2 separate regions of the Sus scrofa genome follow, and region 2 is linked to region 1. A link is a contact called in public Hi-C data. All regions are on one chromosome and are shown on one strand. Each heading gives the region's core, a stretch centred on a gene start, on an enhancer-like site or on the middle of the called end of the contact. The rest is flanking DNA. Distances are from core to core; before and after follow the strand shown.

What was found. A called contact is a pair of places that touch in the nucleus more often than the background predicts.
Region 2: a Hi-C map of heart right ventricle shows a contact between it and region 1, with 2.5 times the contacts expected there. The contact joins the promoter of MATR3 here to the enhancer-like site in region 1. A contact is called at or near these places in 11 of 47 Hi-C or Micro-C datasets (alveolar macrophages, embryonic fibroblasts, fetal skeletal muscle and 6 more) and 1 of 2 datasets of contacts at active chromatin or transcription factors (skeletal muscle).

Annotation. Positions count from the first base shown.
Region 1 is chr2:140,603,336-140,606,041 of Sscrofa11.1, forward strand. No RefSeq gene overlaps it. Among named protein-coding and RNA genes, the nearest start is that of HSPA9, 73 kb to the left of the region's middle. Within about 2 kb of position 1,361, at least 7 of the 83 cell types and tissues checked have an H3K27ac peak or open chromatin away from gene starts, as enhancers often do. A contact at or near this core is called in omental adipose tissue, where this site is marked.
Region 2 is chr2:141,178,122-141,180,827 of Sscrofa11.1, forward strand. It overlaps MATR3 (matrin-3), which reads left to right and starts at 1,394. Exons shown (of 17, transcript XM_021084863.1): 1 at 1,394-1,504.

The DNA.
Region 1 (2,706 bases), core at 111-2,610:
TGTGCTGTGAGCCCAGATCTGCCCGAAGTTTCTCAAAATTTAGGAAGGGGGTATTGCTTGTCTTCTCTGACCAGTGAGAGAAGGTCCTGTTGTGTAAGGCAGGTCCCTCTGGTGTGGAATGTTCTGCAAAATTCTGGACTCTCCTTTCCTTTCCCCAAGGATGTCACCTGGCCCCAAATCCATTATGAAACATTACTGAGGGAGTTCCCACTGTGGCTTAGCTGGTTACGAGCCAAACTAGTATCCATGTGGATGTGGGTTCAATCCCTGGCCTTGCTCAGTGGGTTAAGGATCTGGCATGGCTGTGGCTGTGGTGTAGGCTGGCTGGTGGCTGCAACTTCGATTTGACCCCTAGCCTGGGAACTTCCATGTGCTGCCGGTGAGGCCCTAAAAAGACAAAAAAAAAAAAAAAAAAAAAAAAAAGAAGAAGAAGAAAAAGAAAAAAAAAATCATTGAGTCCAATTAGCCTTGACAGGCTGCATGTCCAAGGAGCAGCTTTCCAGTTTTTGTTCCAAGACCTGCTTATGTGTCCTGCCCCGCTCAGAATTCGGTGTTATCCCATACCTAAGCTTGGCTCCCACCTTTCACCTCTGGGCAGGACTTGGCTTTGGGTGAGGGCTAGAGGGCAGAGGCTGGGAGAGTGGAGGAGCCAGCCCTACCCTTTGCAGTTCACAACCATGGTCAAGGCGAGTACTTTGGGAGGGCAAGAAAGAGGAGCAGTGATTGGAGGCCTCTGGAAAAGGCAGGCAGGCCAGGCCAGGAATATTGATAACCTATTTCCAGCGTCCTCTGGGCTTCCTTTGCCCGTCCTGCTACCCTCTAAAATCTGAACGGAGCTGGAAAGGGCTTTCTGAGAAGCGAGGCCCCTGAGCCTCCAAGTCCCACCAGCCTCCTTCTGGTTCCCTGGCTTCTCTCCAGAGTGCAGGAGCTTCCAGTGTCATCGGTTCATTATCATGCTGATAAAAGCGCTTAGTCCTTGAAAAAGCATGACACCCCAGCTGAGGCCAGCACCCTCCCCCCAACCTGAGGAGGAATACAGATGGATGGAGACGTGGGGGGAGGGTGCAGACACACACAGCGATGCTTGTGCCCAGGGGAGCGTGTAAATGGACACAAACCCGCCAGCGGACAGGGCACCCACAGCTTTACACACAGGCACAGGCGTGTTTCCCACACCCACGTGTAGCTATCAGGGAGCCCCCTAACACAGTAGCCACACTCGGGTGCTCACAGCCCCTGAGGTTCACTCAGCATGTAGATCCCAGACCCAGAGGGCGGGCTCCCCAGACTCGGCTGGGGGCAGAGAGTGGACCGCAGAAGCCGAGGTTAGGGACCTGCGCGTTCCATTAGCCGCAAGAAGCATGTCTGGAATCTAAACGCGTGGGGACAAGGACACTGCGGAGCAGTTCCTGACCCACCCCTCCCCCAGCGGAAAGCTCCGTGTGGTCAATAAAGCCATTTAAGGATTACAGCAGCTCCCTCAATAAAAGCTGCTTATTCCAAAGGTGCCTTCAGTTAATTTGCGTTTACTTCATGGATATTATAATACCTGGAAAAACTGCCTCCTCAGCCTCCCTTCCAGTTCTCCAATCGACTCCTCTGGCCCACACCCACCCGCTTCCTTCCAAGCTCCTCTCCTTTGCCCCGCCCCTGGGAACCAGTATCGGTTTGGGAAGGGCCATGATTGGCAGCAACGCAGGGACCTTGATGGGAGTGGGAGTGGGGAACATGGGCCACTGCCCCGTGGTAAAGGCGCCGCTCCAGGGTCCGCCAGAAGGGGCCAGAGAGTTCTCCAACCGGAGAGGAAGGAGGGCAGAGGCGGTGGAGGAGCCCCTTCTGGTTCCCCCAGGGTGGTACTAGCCTCATCTCTTAAGAAAGGGTGAATCTGCTGTTTGCAAGTAGGGGCACGAGAGGGGTAGGTAGAGTCAGCTTCCACTTCCATGACTACCTCTGGTGGCCACCTCCCTTGCATTCAGTTCAGTCAGCGCATTTAATTAGTACCTACTGTGCGCCAGGTTTTATGCTGAGCCCCTGGAATACAATGGTGAACAGTATTGTATGGCCCCTGCCCTGACAAAGATCCTAGTCTAATGGGGCGAACCCACAAAAAATGAGGAAACCAGTGGAGGAATGCAGAGTCACAAATTATACAGTATGTAATAAGTACTATAAAGGGAACAAACGGGGTGCTGAGATAGAAATGGGGACTTAGCTGGGCAGGAGGTGTCAGGGATTGGTGGTGACATAGGAGAGGCCTGGAAGAGTAGGAGGCAGGGAAAGAGCATTTCAGGTTTCCAGAGCTGCCAGTGCAGAGGCCCTGTGGCAGGGGTGTCAGAGAAAGAGAGAGCAATGGGCTGGAGTGAGACTGTGGGAGGAGTGGTGCCTGATTAGGTCGGTCTGGTTAGGCCGGGCAGGCTCAGGTCTTGTGAGCCCTGGGAAGGTGTTTGGGGTTATCCTGAGAGAGGAAGGCAGCCCGCAAAGAGGTTTAACCGGGGAAGCAGGATCTCGCATCCTTGCAGCAGGGAGATGGGTTAGAAGGGCACCAGAAGATGCAGCAGAGGGGAAGGAGGCCTTGGTCGTCATCCAGCGAAGAGCGGCGGGAAGGGGGAAGGGAAAGCATCCACCTTTTTTTATTTTATTTTATTTTTTTTATTTTATTTTATTTTTTTTGCCATTTCTTGGGCCGCTCCTGCGGCATATGGAGGT
Region 2 (2,706 bases), core at 144-2,643, 570 kb after region 1:
GCTCTGGCATGGGCTGGGAGCCATAGCTCTGATTCAACTCTTTGCTGGGAACCTCCATATGCCATGGGTGCAGCCCTAAAGAGACAGGAAAAAAAAAAAAAAAGAAGAAGAAGAAAATAATGCCATTTGCAGCAACATGAATGGAACTATAGACTCTCATAATGAGTGAAGTCAGAAAGAGAAAGACAAATACCGTATGATATCACTTATATCTGGAATCTAATATATGGCACAAATAAAACTACCTACAGAAAAGATGATGGCCAAGGGGGAGGGGGAGGGAGTGGGATGGACTGGGAGTTTGGGGTTAGTAGATGCAAACTATTTGCATTTGGAGTGGATAAGCAATGAGATCCTGCTGTATAGCACAGGGAACTATATCTAGTCACTTGTGATGGAACATGACAGAGGATAATGTGAGAAAAAAAAATATATATATACGACTGGGTCACTTCGTTGTGCAGCAGAAATTGACAGAACATTGTAAATCAACTATAATAGAAAAAACAAAAATCTTAAAATTAAAAAAAATTGTTGGCAGATGACAAGGGCATTGGTTAACTCCCAGGGTTTTGTCTGACAAATGTGTCAGCTGCAATATGTGGGCAGAGCCAGTAGGATGCTAGGGAGGGGCTGGGAAGTGGCTTTGGAATTTGGAGAATTATGGAATGGATTTAGGAATGCTGCTGGGTCTTGCTCCTCTAGCCCTTGTTCTTCAGCTTCACCAACTGTTCAGCAGGACAGAATCATATTGACTCCAACCAGCAAGGGAACTAGTTGTTTAGTGTCGAATAGAAATGCTGGTAACTTGGTGAGCAATATGTCCAGATCAAGGATGTGGCCTCTTAGGCTGGGTGTGCCACGGTGAAAGGAAGTTTGGAAGAGCGAGCCTGTTTTCTTTGGCTGTTGCAGCTCAGCTAAGGATGTGGTCCCGCAGGTTAGGCTATAGGAGTGAAGGACATAAATCTCCTGGAAAGATCCCAAAACCAAGGTGACCAGTGTGGGTGGACGATCCATTCGCCGGGTGACAGAACTGCTGAAGAAAGCCCGAAGGAGGATCTGTGTGGGAGGTGGAAAAAGCGTGGGCTGAGCTTGCAGCAACTGAAAGGCGCCACACGTGTGAGATGAACCCGCCGAGCTCGGTGGGGGCGGACCGGAAGCACCGCCTCACTACCACACGCCAGGTTTTCTCTTTAGCAGCTTCAAACCCAGGGCCCTTTCCATCCGTAAGGATGGATGGGATGGGTGTCTCATCAACACAGCGATGGTTTGGATACCTACCCTTTCTCTTCTGGGTGCTAACCCCTAGGAAGTATGATCACCTCTGCCACAGCTCCCCCTATTTTCCTAACCCCGCCCTTGTTGGGCGGGTTTTCTTAGCCCCGCCCACCGAGAACCGCCCCGTAGCCGCCCCGGGGCGGGGCTTCTCCCGACTCCCGGCTGCCCTTTCCCCTGCGGCCTCCGCCGGGGCCGGAGTGTCCCTGCCGAGCTCCCGACACCAAGGGTGAGTAAGGGCAAAGTAGGGACAGCTCACCTTGGAGGTTTACTAGCCAAAGGCGAAAGGCTGCGGTGGAGGGGCTTCTTCCGAGGCACGCGACCAAACCGGGGTTCGTTCCCTCGTGACCCAAGATTTGGAGGGTATCTTCAAGAGACGCTGGGGGATCGTAGTCGCCCCCTCTTTCCTACCATCCTTGTGGTCTCTGGAGAGTCCGCTAGAGCCGGTCTCGGACTCCCGTAGAGCCAGTCTCGATGCTCCTGAAGCACCAGGGCCGGGGGACTTGGGAAGGTTTGTGAGGAACACGTGCTCGGGTGGAGCTCGGTCAGACCCTTCAACCCGAGCCCGGAAAGGGGGCAGGCTATTTTTAGATTTGTTTTTCGATTTGGACGAGGAGCTTCCTCTCTTTTTCGTTTTCTCTAAATTGTTTGCAGCTGGTTAGGAGTGAAATTCGAGGATGGCTGGGAATATAGTCTTAGATAACCTCACCTTACATAAATAAGGTAAATTATAAGGATGAGGGGGTAGGAATGTTTATTAAAAATTTTGCAAACATTTTGGTCAATGTTTTAAACCGGTCCTTTGGATCGTTGGCAGGAATGGCAACCTAACTGCCTCCAGTTCCTTTCACATCCATTACTGCATCCAATTATTTTTTAAAAGGTTGCTTTTATGGTTCATGTAATTGAGGCCCTTGTCGATCTAGTTTTAACCAGCCTTTCCAATTTTTCACTGCCCATGGCTTTCCCAGGATTAACTTGCCCTTCTCCTTACCAGTATTTATCATCTCCTGGCCTGGGATGGAGCTGCCGGTAAAAGCAAATGTTACTGACTGCCCAGAGTCTATAGGAGATGCTTTCCTATAGGCTTAGTTTATATTCCATTTAAATCTCCCAACCACCCTATATACTATTATCAACACCCCCATTCGATCAGTAAGGAGACTGAAGTCCAGAGAGTTTTTTGCCCACTGTCACATGGCTGCTAAGCAACAAAGCCAAGCTTCCTGATACTTATTAACTTGCTGCTGTGGAACTACTGTGAGATACAAATGAAAATGACCTATGAAATAGGTCTGATCCAGAGAACTATTTATTTTGTTGTCTGATTGTTCTGGGGCTCAGGCCTCACTAAGTTAAGGGGTTTTGAGGGTAGGAGTCTTGAACGCCACACAAGAGTTCACGAACTTGGCTGACTCTAACCTGGAGTGC